2 separate regions of the Mus musculus genome follow, and region 2 is linked to region 1. Evidence: chromatin contacts called from public HiChIP or PLAC-seq data. All regions are on one chromosome and are shown on one strand. The core of a region is the stretch at or near the end of the contact, and the rest is flanking DNA. Distances in the headings are between cores, read along the strand shown. Region 1 has its middle 100 kb from the start of Gm30713. Region 2 has its middle 25 kb from the start of Gm30713.

Region 1 (7,032 bases), core at 3,179-5,678:
CTAATCAGCACAGCTCTGTCCCTCGAGACTCTTCTCATCCTTCTTAGAAGAAACATGCAAAAGTGTCAGAGTCAAGCAAAACCATGGATGTTTCCGGTTGAACCCAACCTAGGAAATGTGGAGGTCTTTTTTCATGGCGACTCTAAATCCAGCCCCCACCTCTCCACTCAACTCTGCCAATCCTGTTCACCCACGAAGAGGGAAACTAAGTCACAGAGATGAGTGAACACATCCACAGTCACCCAGCCAGTGACAGATTTTGAGACAAGTCCCGGCAAAGAAGACCCTTGAAAAAGACCCAGGACTCAAAACTTCTGTGTCCCACCTCTTGGCTTCCAGCCCTCTCAAGTGCAAGGGAATGCAGACGATGTTGCAAATTAGGCTGAAATACAGAAAATTTACGTTCCCCCGCCCTACCCCCATGGTAACCATTTCCATTCTTCCAATTGTTGTTGGCTGTTGTTGTGATTTTTCAACAACAAATAACGATAAACTTTGATCTCGATTTGAAAGCGAGTTAGCCATTCTAGCGACTGTCAATCACCAATCAGAAACATTGCCCTTGGTCCTTTAGTCAGTCATTGGCACCCAGCTCTTTCACCCACAGGTACCACAAGGCCCACCATATCCTCAGTCGTCCCTGTCCTCAGCTTTGGATCTGAATAAGCAGCGTCCAGTGGTAGGGTTTCCTGCAGAGGAGGCTGAGACACTTTCATAAAGCAGCCTTCCTCGTGGTGGGAATGCCAGACCTCCAGGACTGGCCTCATATGTAAATACAGTGGCCTCCCCTCATCCTAAGAAGATGAAGGTGCCCCTGAACTCTGTATTCACCAATCAGATTTGTTGTTCCCTAAGTTTCTTTATGGCTGCCCCTGTTTCATCAAGGGAGACATCAGAGACACTGGAAGAGGAACTGGCTTCTCAGCCTGGTGAAACAAAAATAGCGAAGGAGGAAAATGGGAATCAGCTTGCTTACTCTGCTCAGATCAGCCAAGCATCCGGACTGGGGAGTGTGACGCATGACGAGGGGCAGGTGCTAAATGCTGAGACTGTCCTCTGGCTGCACGGTCAGGGCCACAGCTGTGAAGAGCAAAGATAATCCACTCACCCTGCCATGACACCAAGAACCAGAGGGAGGGGCGGTGGGAGGCAGCTTTGGGTCGAGGCTTCTGAGAGGATGGTTACCCTTTGAGGAACCTTTCAAGTTTAAAGCCCAGGGGTTTCAGTGAGTGCGACAGAGGTAAAGAAATAAATATCTTTACACCAGCTGGGCCGGTACCCCGCAGCTCTTCCAACTCCAGCCCCACAACCTCAAAGCATAAAACCCCAAGGAAATAAGTCCCCTGCAGCCTGGTGTGTGACTTCTAGACTCATTTTTGTCCCTGTGCAACAAAGGCAAACTTCTGGACAGCCAAGCAAATATGCTCTAAGCGTGGCCTGCTGATAATGCAGGGTCTCTCACGGCTGCCTTTCCTGTTCTGCTTTTTCTAGAAGGCAGGGTGGGTATCTGGAAGCTCTTTCAGGCAATTAGCCACAGTGTGGACTAATCACTACTAGGGTGATCTTGGGTGATGGGTGAGCTATGTAACCTTTCTGAAGCTCAGCAGTCTCTCCTGGGCCTGGGGGTGTAGGAATGCATGCCACAGGGTCCATTGAGGATGGAGGGGAACTGCTAAGGAATAGGACCCAAGTAGGCCTGGGGACTGGCACATCTGCCTTCTTCACTTCCCACCCAATGACATTGATTAAATCAGTGTCAACAAGATGACTTAACAACCTATTGATCCGGGCAAGTCGGTAAAAGCAATCCATCAAGCTGGTTGCCTGACATTTAGCGGATGAGAATTGACCTTTTCCTTCTCAGATTTTGGGCAATGATGTCATCCAGCTAATCCCAAGCCTGTGGCTTCTGCAGGCATCAGAAAGAATAATTTATGAGACGCTCACTGTGAGTAGCAGGGGGCTGTTCGAGCACAGCCCAAAACTCTGTGTGCCTGGAGGTGGGGGCCATAGTCTGATAGAGGGAGATGCTTAAAACAATTCCTGTGTGCTCATGTGTTCCTGGGTCACGAGTTCAGGGCCTCCCAAGGCAGCATGTTGATACAGTCTCTGTATTTTCCTTGTCAAGGCATCCAGCTGCCCGTGTACTAAGGTAGGCTATACTCCAGCCTGGCGTCTGGCTGTCTAGTTTAGGATAAAATTGCTCTCCATTGAGAGCTAGCTACAGACATTCTGAAGGCTTAGCTATAAAGAAGAACCTTACCCACCCTAGAGAATGCCGGAGAGGGAATGAATTGTAAGACTTTAAATTGTTTCCTGCTGCAGAATCTCAGGGATATTTATGTGGAAGACTTAATCCAATGAATGGGCTTGACTTGGAAGGCCACACAGATGTGACCTTGAAATGGAGGTTGTCTTAGGGTTTTACTGCTGTGAACAGTCACCATGACCAAGGCAAGTCTTATAAGGACAACATTTAACTGGGGCTGGCTTACAGGACCAGAGGTTCAGTCCATTATCATCAAAGTGGGAGCAGGGCAGCATCCAGGCAGGCATGGTGCAAGAGGAGCTGAGAGTTCTACATCTTCATCTGAAGGCTGCTAGCAGAATACTGGCTTCCAGGCAGCTAGGATGAGGGTCTTAAAGCCCACACCCACAGTGACACATCTACTCCAACAGGGCCACACCTTCTAATTCCCCTGAGCCAAGCATATACAAACCATCACAGATGTCAATGGTTTCAAGGCAAGGGAACGATTCCACCCAACCATAGTTCCTACATATGATGATGACCAGCAGTTAACTGGCACTGAGAATGTATGTTAAATAGCTCTAGGGTAGCACTGGCCTAATGGCTTGGGGTTTAGGGGTGAGCAAAACAACCCAAAACCTCTGCTTTCTTGGATTACCTATCTTCCCCCAAACAGCCCATGTCCTAAGTGAGGTACTGACATGGTTAGGAGTGACACCCTGAGAAGTAAATAGACTGCAAAGAGAATCTGGGGATGCTGGGAGAGAGTGCAGAGGCGTTTTGAATAGGGCAGTCTCAGTAGGTCTTGGAGACAGAGGAACAGTTAGTTAAAGTCATAGAGGAGGTGAGGGGCAAGCCGTGCAGATACGATAGGGGGAGCCATAGAGGAGACCAGCCTGGGCTGAGTGGGTTGAGGCCCAGGCTAGACTGCAGACAGATGTAGGCAGGAAGAGGCTCTGTCAGAGGTCAGAGAGCAGGGTGAAGGAGACTGGGCAGCGAGGGAGACAGGAGGCCATATGAGGCAGAACTCCAGGTTTCAGGAGTTCTGTTTGTACTCTGAGAAGAACCAGGGGCTGTTGGGATGCTCTGAGCAGAAGCAAAACGTGGTTTGAATTATGTTCTAAAGCATGCCTGTTGAATCCGGTTCAGACAGGAGGGCAGAGGATGAAGGGAGCCTGGTCGGGAGCTACTGTCAACAAAGCATAGGCCAAGCACACAAAGGCATTCACATACAGATGTGTTACATATGGGCAAACACATGTGTGCCCTCCAGTACAGGCACATATACCTGTAAAAATATGCATACCTACTGACACTTGTATACACATACATGCACAAAATAAACGTTTGGGCTTGATGTTTGGAGTTGTGAGCAGGGATGGAGAAACCCTCTCCCTACATAAAGGGTTAGAAACCAAGCTACCCAATCTTGAATGCCAGGGCAAGCTTCTGTAAAAGCCAGCCAACAAAGACGTGGCTGTGCACCGTTCTATGAGCCCCACGATCTTGCTGAGCTCTTGGCAGGGATGGAGAAGGGTCAAAGGACACAGACAGGCTGGGTGGCCTGAGAAGTCAGGGGAGACCCTCAGGAATAAAAGGGCTCTCTGAAGCGCCAGGAACCGCATGGCTGTTACTGTAGTCAGCGCAGTTGCTGTTAAAATAAGGACTAGTGGTTTCTATGACAGGGCGCAGAGAGTGTTTCCTCTCCTGTCTCCAGTTGCCTGGATACCTCCCATCCATGCTGGCCATGCAGATGACTGACCAGCCGCAGGCCTTCCCACCCTGGCCTTGTATCCCTTGCTACCCTTTGCCAAGCCCTCTCGTTGCTTTCTGGTCTCATTTCTTCACTGTTTAGCTTGGGTCAGTACGATTCCTTCACAAGCTCTGGTCCCAATTCTCCAGCCTTATTCTCAGTCACCTTATCATGGAGTGGGAAGGACATTTATAAATAACACGCTGGCATCACCCAAAGTGCCCCAACAAACAAAGAAGTCCCCCTTCAGACATCTACATCTGGGTCCCACATGGGCTGAAATAGCAAAGCCCAAGTTCAAGTCCGGGCACAAGAAATGTGATACTGGGGTTGGGGGCGAGGGATGTGGCCCCAGGGCCAGCTAGACTATTACCTCACACCAGTGACTCAGAGTATCGGAGCCAGAGGAGGGAGTCCTCTCCCGATGGGAGAGTAGCAGGCTGGAGCCTCCAGCAACTGCTGTTGGAACCCTTCTATCTCCCTGCAGGGCTCAGATGTGAGCATTCCTGCATCTCTGAGGAGGAGAGTGAATGTTGCCTTTGGCCTTCTGTGATTACCAACTATTCCTGGAGTTGGTGGTAATCCCGGGGCAGTGAAGGAGGAGGAAGATGAGAAAGGGAAGCAGAAGTAAGTTCTCTGAGGACCTTGTGGAGACATTGGCTTGATCTTCTTTTGGCCATCTAAGCAATCCCCGCCCCACCCCCCTAGCTGTGAGTCACTGACTGCTGCAGAGCATCATGGGAAAGGAGCTTGAATCCCCGAGGGACAGGGGTGTGAGAAAGGCAAGCCTACAGGATGAGCTCCACACCATGTGAGCTGTGCTGATGAAGAGCGGAGTAATTCCAAATCCTCAAGGACTCCTGGCTTGACTGTGGGGCCTCAGAAAGGCTGGAACTCGGCCCCCGGGCTTCTCCCTGACCCAGCACACGACACTGAACACGGGAGGACACCAAGGAGATAGTCAGTTGTTGATAAAGAGGTACTAGGAAGCTGAACTCGGCCCTGAGAGGTCGGGCAGGCGGTGACAGCTATGGGGGCTGAGGGAGTGGAGTGTGTAGGGCCTGGATTGTATGCTTATCCTGTTTTCCTCGGGAAAGGGGGAGAGCTCTGCCCAGAATACTTTGCGGAGGGAAGACACAGAAGCTCCGGAAGGTGAATAGAGAAATTAGAGTTCTTTTGTTGGAGAAGCAAGCCTCACCTCACCTTTTGCTACAATCTTGACATTCATGCAGTGTAGTCCAGGACTTCCCTTTCCTTGGGCATCAGTGAAGAAGTTTCCAGGTTAATGCATGAGTTCCAAGATTCACGTTCTCTTAGAAAAGCAAGCTCTGGTCTCCTTTCCTCCTCTTCTCTTCTCTTCTCTTCTCTTCTCTTCTCTTCTCTTTTCTTCTCTCTCTTCTCTTCTCTTCTCCTCCCCTCCTCCTCCTCTTCTTCCTCTCTCTCTCTCTCTCTCTCCCCCCCCTCTCTCTCTCTTTCCCTTTCAGAATTCCTGGTGGGTTCCCTCTGTAGACTCAGCTAGGTGGAAGATCCCCAGAAGTACTCCCCACACGGGACATGGAGGACCCTTCTGAATCTTTTTTGTGTTTCTCATGCTGGATTTGTTTCCTATTACTCCAGGAAAAGAATTTTCCAGCCCTCTAGGCTGCTGGCTGGAGGCAGCCACAATTGCTAATGTAACTTACAAAGCCAGAGGCTGTTTATCGAGTGAAAGATCTGCTTGTTTTTCTAATTGTCCCTAATTGTTCCTATAAAACTGGTCCTAGTAATGAGGAGGAAGCTGTGGTTGAGCTGTGACATCCCAGGAGGATGTGACCCTGTTTGCCAAATATCTGGATCAAGCACCAGCCATTAGGCGCAGTGTGGTGTAATTACATTTTGGAAGGGCTTCGGGCAGATGGATGATATGTTCCTGTTTATAATTGAATTCTACTCCATAAAATGTGAATTTATTTGATATCGGCCTAAGCATATTGAGATGAACTACCTCTTCATTTTTTTTTCAAACTTTCTCTCTGGTCTTTTTTTTTTTTCCTCCACCCTGATTTCTGTTACAAGAACATTCTAAGATGAAAGGCCAGAAAGTTAGCTTTTAAATCTGGCTGTAAACCCAATAAACCAACCAACATCAAGAGCCAGGACACCAGAGTTTTGTCCATGGTGACAAGATAACCCCAGAAACAAATCCTGCCCCAGCGCACGTTCAGTGCAGACAGAGTTTATAAATAGCATGGGGTGGGGAGGAGCTTCTTTGACCTAACTCTAAAGCAAGAGGCATGATCTGGCCCAAATTTTAAAAATAGAGGACTGTCCAAGAATAATACTACCTCACCGGGAGAGACTTTTTATCTTAGAAAGTCATAAAAAAAAAGAAAAAGAAAGAAAGAAAATAACATTTCTGCCAATCTCTCCTGTTGCATGCTGGGAGTGGCAGGGTTTATTGTCCATCTGTAAACCATGAGCAGATAGGGGCAGCCACGGGTCAAGCAAGCTCAGGGGAAGCCGTGGGAAGGTGGAGACATGGAAGCAGAGAGGGAGATCAACACCGCAGACTCAAGGGTGCTTCAGGACCATGTGTGAGGAATCCTCTCAGAGCTTGTTTCTGGAACAGCTCGGGTGTGTCCCTACGATGCCTTTCCAAGTGCAATCCCTCAGACAGTGCACTCCCCAGCCATGATAAGATGTCCCCCAAACCCAGCTCAAAAGGGGTCTTCTCCAGCACACCACTCTTTTTCCTGGTAGAGTCAATGACTACCTTCTGTTTTGTGTGTATAGCTCATCTTCCAGAGCTATAGCCCTTTTGTCTGTCTGTCTGTCTGTCTCACACACACACCTATAACTCCTGAGGCATGACTTGGCTGGCTATGGCTGTGAGGGATTCTGTTCATTGGGTTAACCGAGGTAGGGCAGCCACACTGAAAGCAGGAGATGTCCTCTTTCCTTGACCTTGGGTCCCGGCTGCATAAAGAGGGGAAAGCCAGCTGAGCTCTGTCATCTTTTCTCCCCAACTGTACATGTGATGTGACCAGCT
Region 2 (6,658 bases), core at 1,590-4,089, 120 kb after region 1:
TCATTATTGATGGTAACACTGACAGCTCAGCTCTCCTCCAGCTGTGCCACTTGTCCCCTCGAGCGGGCAGTGGGAAAGGCTGCCAACAAAGAGAGCTGAGCTAATGTGGCCTCGGGTGGCCTGGTGAGGATGCACGTCCCTGGGCCTGAGTGAGATGCCCAGCTACCTGGATTCCTTCTCCCCCAAACATCCAGGACCTGTCAAGTGTCTGGTGCTGTGCTAAGGAAAAGGGAAGTATGAATAGTCTTGGGAGGAACCCCACAGGCTTGTTGGGGGGGACTGATCCATAAAAACATGGCCAGCTAGGTGTGAAGGCCAAGTGTGCCAGGCAGTTCCTGACACTATCTGCCTGAGATAAGCAACTTACAAAGAGAGTTTACTCTGGCTCAGTTTGGATGGTTCCAGGCTAAGATTGGGAGACCCTGTGCCATCAGCCAGTGAGGAGGTAGCCCATGAAGGCAGGAGCCTGTGGCCCTACACACTAGCTCACCTCACCAGGGAAGATGCCAAAGAGAGAGGAAGGGGCTGGGTTCCCACAACCCCTTTCAAGGACACATCCCCAGTGACTTAAAGACCTCCCAAGCAGCTCCTCCTCCTCAGGGCTCCAGCAGCATCACATGGGGTGGGGCTGGGGGCGGGGCCAGGTCGGGGTTGGGTGGGGGTGGGGTGGGGTTGGGGCTCAGGGGAGGGAACCAACCCTCTTACACGTGGAAGCTGGCCATTCCTGCATACTTGCCCCACCATGCCAGGTCTCTGAGAAGTCAGAGTACATTTGTTGAGTGCTCAACATCTCCAATGACAGGGATACTGCAGAAGAGCATTGGGATTCTGTGAGGTGTCTGGCGATCCCAGCAGCTGGTAGGTGCTTTCCTGCATGCCTTCCAAAGGCATCCTCAATTCTCACAGCCATATTAAGAAGTAGTTAAAACTATCGACTTTTACTTATACACAGGGAAACTGAGCCACAGAGAGACTGAGCATCTTGCCCAGCATCACACAAACTCTTGAAGATCAGCATCCTGACATGGGCTCTCATCACAGAGCTTGATGTGGGGTGGAGGTGGGGGTCTCGGAAGAAATCTGTGCACATTGTGGTTGTGGTGGGGGAGGAGGTCAAATCATTTCCTAGAGTCTCAGTGTCCCTCTGGCCTTGCTGCTGAAATAGGGACCAGCACACAGGTCCTGAGTCTGTCTCTTGTTCTGACCTCTCCCTCCTTCTCTCTCTTCCTCCCTCACCCCCCCTCCCTTTCTCCCTCCCTCCCTCCTTCTTTTCCTGGAGATGATGAAGATGTCAGGCCACCCTGGGAAGTTTGGTGAGCCATTTTGAAGCAGGTAGGAAGTTCTTTGGAAGACAAGGTTGAGCTTTCAGAGGTGGAGCAGGCATGGGAGGAGTCAGGGTCTGGGAATTCAAATGACTTCTCAGAGACTGCTGACTGGCCCTGTGGGCAGGAATGTCCCTGGGTCTGCTCACTATGAATGAGAGCAGCTGTGTTGACCCAGAAGCAGGATGCTGGCATACACAGGGGGAGCCATCAAGGTGAAGGGGAGCTGGGGGAGGGGCAGGTAGACAAGAAACATGGTTCCCTGTGGTAGCTTCCTGATCCCAGAAGACATTGTGGGGAAGATAGAGAGGCAGGTATCTAAAAGATCTAATGCGGAAAGGCTAAGGGTATAAAATACCCAAGCTCTTTCCGGTCCTGAGGGATAAAGCTGTTACTTTCTCTTTCTCTCAAGTTTGTCTGCATTAAGGAACTAATTCAGTGATCACCTGACCGCCAGCCAGCACCTGTTACTAAGGACTCCTCACAGATGGTCAGCCATAGCAGCTCTTTATGGGGTTAAATGCATTGAACGATAGGAGCATGCTGGAGGTGAAGTGACTGTTGCTCTGTCTAGGCTGAGCCAGCAGGTCATCCAGCCCTGACTTTCTAGGAGCAGAGGGAGAACAGGCCACATAGTCTGCCATCCTTCCACCTGGCCCTGTGTCACTAAGGCAGAGCAGAGGCTGCAGGTCCCAACTGCCCAGGAGTGCTGGGCCAGGCACTCAGTTTGGTTTAAGTGTGCCTCAGGTTTGTATGTTGGAACACTTGGTGTCTTAGTCAGGGATTCTATTCCCGCACAAACATCAAGGCCAAGAAGCAAGTTGGGGAGGAAAGGGTTTATTCGGCTTACACTTCTACATTGCTGTTCATCACCAAAAGAAGTCAGGACTAGAACCCAAGCAGGTCAGGGAGCAGGAGCTGATGCAGAGGCCATGGAGGGATGTTACTTACTGGCTTGCTTCTCCTGGCTTGCTCAGCTTGCTTTCTTATAGAACCCAGGACCACCAGCTCAGGGATGGCACCACCCACAACGGGCTGGGCCCTCCCCCCTTGATCACTAATTGAGAAAATGCCTTACAGCTGGATCTCATGGAGGCATTTCCTCGAGGGAGGCTCCTTTATCTGTGATAACTCCAGCTTGTGTCAAGTTGACACACAAAACCAGCCAGTACACTTGGTCTCTAGACAGTGTTCTGTTTGGGGACGGTTATAGAACTCTGTGGGAGAATGAAGCATTTTGGTCTGAGAGTTCAGCTTTGCTCCTGTCTGTCATGTTTCCGGACCCCAGACACAGGGTGACCTGCTGCATCCGGCTTCTACGGTGCCATTCCCTCCAAAATGGATGACCAGATAACTCTCTGAATCCTTGATCTGAAAATAAGCCTTTCTTCCCTTAAGTTACTTCCTGTAAGGAGTTTGGTCATCCTGACAAGAAAATAACTAATACACTAGCTTAAAGGAACAGTCTGGTCCCAAGGGTGCTGGTGGCTGCTGAGGCCACTCACCATCCCCACGACAATGACTCACAGCCATCTGCCCTGCCATGTGCCCGAGCACCACTATGCAAACATGGGCCTTGCTGGTTTTAAAAGAGAAACATCAATGCACAGTCCCTGTGGTCTGGGGCACGAGATCCAAGTGTGTTTACACAGTTAATATGGAGTTCTGTTCTCACGAACCCTGGCTCTCAGGCGGCTCTTCCTGGCAGTGGCCCTGATTCTTCTGCTTCTCAGCCATGGAGCAGGAAGTAGGAGCCAGGGAGAGCAGAGAAGCAGTAGGCTGGACCTAGTTCTATGGCCCTGCATACTCCCTGCTGTAGCCTGGTCCCTCCCTTGATAAGGTGGTCCTTCCATGCTGCTACCTCCTGAGAGACCCGTTGCATGGTGCCCCAGCTCAGGGAACAGTGTCTACACCATAGGAAGGGTTCATCCCCTACTGAAATGGAGTCAGCGGTGAGCTGAGAAAGATAGAAAGCGGGAGCTATGGTGTGGGGGTCTGGGCCCGTTAGAGACCAGGAGTATGGAACTCAGCTTCCTCAGAGCTTAAGTACTGATCGAGAACTCTCTTCCCAGAGATGTCTTTCTACAAGACAAAGAATCCACACAGCAGAACTTTATCCAGGTCTGCTGAGAAAGCAAATGTACTCCTCGTGCTAACTTTGAATTGAGAGCTTCATGCCTTAAGGCACCCAGCTGTGGTCACTCTGCTCCTCAGAGAGGCCACCCACCTTGCAAAAGGCAAAGAGTTGGGCTGATGGTCACATGATCTTCCTCAGACTTCTTCTGTTGAGGCTCTAACTCCAAATTCACCTCAGCCAGGCAAAGGCCAGCAAAGGGAAGCCACGAGTGGTCAAGCTCAAGGGCCAACAATAGAATGAGTAGCCAGGGACACAGGAGCAGTCTACGTTCCCTTCTGGCCAATGTGGCCCTGCCCAAATGAAGTACGCATTTAATCCTCCCATGTTCTTGGCACTCAAGGCTCCTGTGGACACCTCCCAGGACTCACACATGAGCAAGGACTCACAGGAGCCCAGAGGTTCTGCAGGGACACACAGTTAATTGGTGTCTTATTACTCTGCATGAGACACCAGCTGTTTGTACCAGTAGATGTTCAAGTGCAGGAAGTTCCAAGAGGTTGTAGGTAGGATGGCTCTGACCCAATGTCCACCCATAGCACAGACCCCACCTGCCTCCTTGCTGGCTGTCAGCTGTGTTCAGGGCTGAGCCATGCTTCCCTCTCAGGATCAAACAGGATGGGGGTGGTGGCCCCAGCATCTCTGAAATGATGACATGGCCATGGGGAATCATGACACAATTGTTCTTCACCTGTGCTGTAATTTCTCAGGAATTCAATGTTCCTAAGATCCTGGATCAGGGTGGGGATCAGCCTGGAATTAAGGGTACCCTGGAAGTATGGGGACCTGGTTTTACTCTCAGCACCCCTGCCCTTACACACACACACACACACACACACACACACCAGAAATAGTGGCTGTAATAGAGTCCTAGACCTTAGTAGACTCCCAGGCCTTAGCACAACTGACTCCATGATGGACCATTCAGGACATAAAACACAGCATGTAGACAGCACCACCTGCCAAAATGAAAACAAAGACCTAATCCATCAAAGCCCACAGTTCTGGGAAAGTCTCTAAATATAACTTTTTCTTTTGGCCTCTATAATTCCACTTCTGGCTAACTGTTCTTGTTATCTGAAGTGTGCCAACCCAGAATATGAGTTTTGTGCTTAAACCCTCACCCTGAGATAGTCTCACTGGGATCCCTAACATAGTGTAGTCGCTGCCTGGCTCAGAGTGACTTTCTACTGGCTTGAACCCACATCCCAGGAGTCTTCTCTGGTGGGATACCCCACAACAGTGGCAGCCATCTGAAATCCTAGCATTAGAAAACTGGAGAAAAGAGAATCCCTGGAGCTGACAGCAGACAGTCTGGTCAAACTGGCGAGCTTCAGATTCAGGAAGAGCCTATCTCAAAATGATGATGGTGATGATGGTGGTGGTGGTGGTGGTGATGATGATGATGTAGAGAACAAGTGAGGAAGACAGCCACCATTGAGGACTTCTGGCACACACACACACACACACACACACACACACACACACGTGCACACGTACAAACATACACCTAAATTTTGACTTACAGGGTCTCACTTGTCCTAACATACACAGGTTAATCAAATTCTAAGTGCAGACATTTTAGTCAGAATGCAAGCCTCCAGGGCCCTTTCTGTTCACTAGCCCTTCCTCCCTTTGAGGACTGCCTTTCCAAAGGCCATGCTGTTAATCTGCTCTCCCAAATGCTTCATCTCTCCCTTCTGTCTACATCTGGTTTTACCCAAGTGAGGACTTGTTCCTCCTGCCCCATGAGCACCAGCGACTTCTCACAGTAGCTGGTCTCCTTTGAAGTGTGGTCCCTCTCCTTCTCCCGGAAGCTCTGTGTCTCTAATCCCCTCCCTGCTGCTTCTGCGGCTGATCTCACTCCACAACTCATCCTACCAGATGCCGCAGAGTTAAATGTTAAAGTTTAGGGCCCAGAGCAAACGTTGCAGAACCATTCCTCCCCCTCGCTGCATCGATTCACTAATTACTAAGTTAATCACTCTTCAGAGAGGCTTCTCTTCCCTGTTGCTCTTCCTGTGGACCCAGAGCTGAGCTTCCCAGGCACCCAGGGGGCTCCTCAGTGGGATTTCCAGTTTCCTACGAGCACCATTTCCCTCCCTTCCCTGGGCTCTGCAGCTCCGTTTTCTGTATATGTGAGTCTGACCGCTCCAATACCCACACTTCCTATAAGAGGGGTCACATGATCACTGGTCTGGGCTGCTGGCTTATCTCACTTTGCATAATGTCCACATCCATATTAAAACACATGGCCATCTTTCTTTATAAGGCTGAATAATGCTCTGTTGGATGCTGTCTTACTCCCCTCACTGCTGTGACCAATGGACGGGATTATTTCAGTCAGGGGCTGTGGTCCTTCCCAGGGGGAAAGGCAGCAAGGCAGTAGCATGCCTGTGTCCTGAGGTGGCGGCTGGTCGCATGGCATCTGCAGTCAGGAAACACAGACTGAGAAAGCTGGTGCTCAGCTCTGTCTCCTTTCTCTTCAGTCTGTTCACCCCTCAGCCATGGGATGGTGTCACATTTAGGGTACATCTCCCCTTAGCCAACCCAATCTAGAGAACCCGTCACAGGCATTCCCGGACATTTGTTTCCTAGGTGCTTCTAGAGTGGTCTGTCAACTTGACAGCGCTGACCATCATGAATGTGTGTGTTTTGGTTTCCTGGGATCCATATCTGAGGGATCTCCATCTTCCAGCTACTGTGAACATGGCTACATAAATATGGAGCAACAGTTCTATGCCTCTCTTCAATCCTTTTGTTCTATGTACAGATATGGGGACTGTAGTCACCAGCTCCCCAAACACTGTTTCCTCTGAGCCCTACATACATGTAGCATGTATACAAACAAGCAGATCACACATACACACACACACACTCAATACTAATACAATAAGAATAAACTAAAACAGGATCTGGAGAGAGATGACTCGGTGTTTAAGAGCAATGGCTGCCTTTGTTTCTATACCCAGGTTAGATTCCGAGCACCCACATGACAGCTCACAATCGTCTGTAAGGCTAGCTCCAGGGGATCCAACCCCCTTTTCTGGCCTCTGAGGGTATCAGGCACCCATACAGTACACAGACATTCATGCAGGCAGAACATTTAAAAACAAAACTAAAAGCTTCTGAGAATAGCTGTGCGTGTAAAATGCGTGTGGGAACGCACAGACTTGCTATTCCCGTCCAGTGAGTGCGTTCA

What was found. HiChIP or PLAC-seq counts read pairs in DNA pulled down with a chosen protein or histone mark.
Region 2: a contact with region 1 is called in an H3K4me3 HiChIP or PLAC-seq map of bone marrow-derived macrophages, with 2.4 times the contacts expected there. The contact joins two enhancer-like sites. A contact is called at or near these places in 3 of 484 Hi-C or Micro-C datasets (3T3-L1-derived adipocytes, CD4 T cells and nephron progenitors) and 5 of 115 datasets of contacts at active chromatin or transcription factors (bone marrow-derived macrophages, cardiomyocytes, embryonic basal ganglia and 1 more).

What each region holds. Positions count from the first base shown.
Region 1 is chr8:125,281,718-125,288,749 of GRCm38.p6, forward strand. No RefSeq gene overlaps it. Among named protein-coding and RNA genes, the nearest start is that of Gm30713, 100 kb to the right of the region's middle. Within about 2 kb of position 4,429, at least 102 of the 459 cell types and tissues checked have an H3K27ac peak or open chromatin away from gene starts, as enhancers often do. A contact at or near this core is called in bone marrow-derived macrophages, where this site is marked.
Region 2 is chr8:125,407,917-125,414,574 of GRCm38.p6, forward strand. No RefSeq gene overlaps it. Among named protein-coding and RNA genes, the nearest start is that of Gm30713, 25 kb to the left of the region's middle. Within about 2 kb of position 2,840, at least 36 of the 459 cell types and tissues checked have an H3K27ac peak or open chromatin away from gene starts, as enhancers often do. A contact at or near this core is called in bone marrow-derived macrophages, where this site is marked.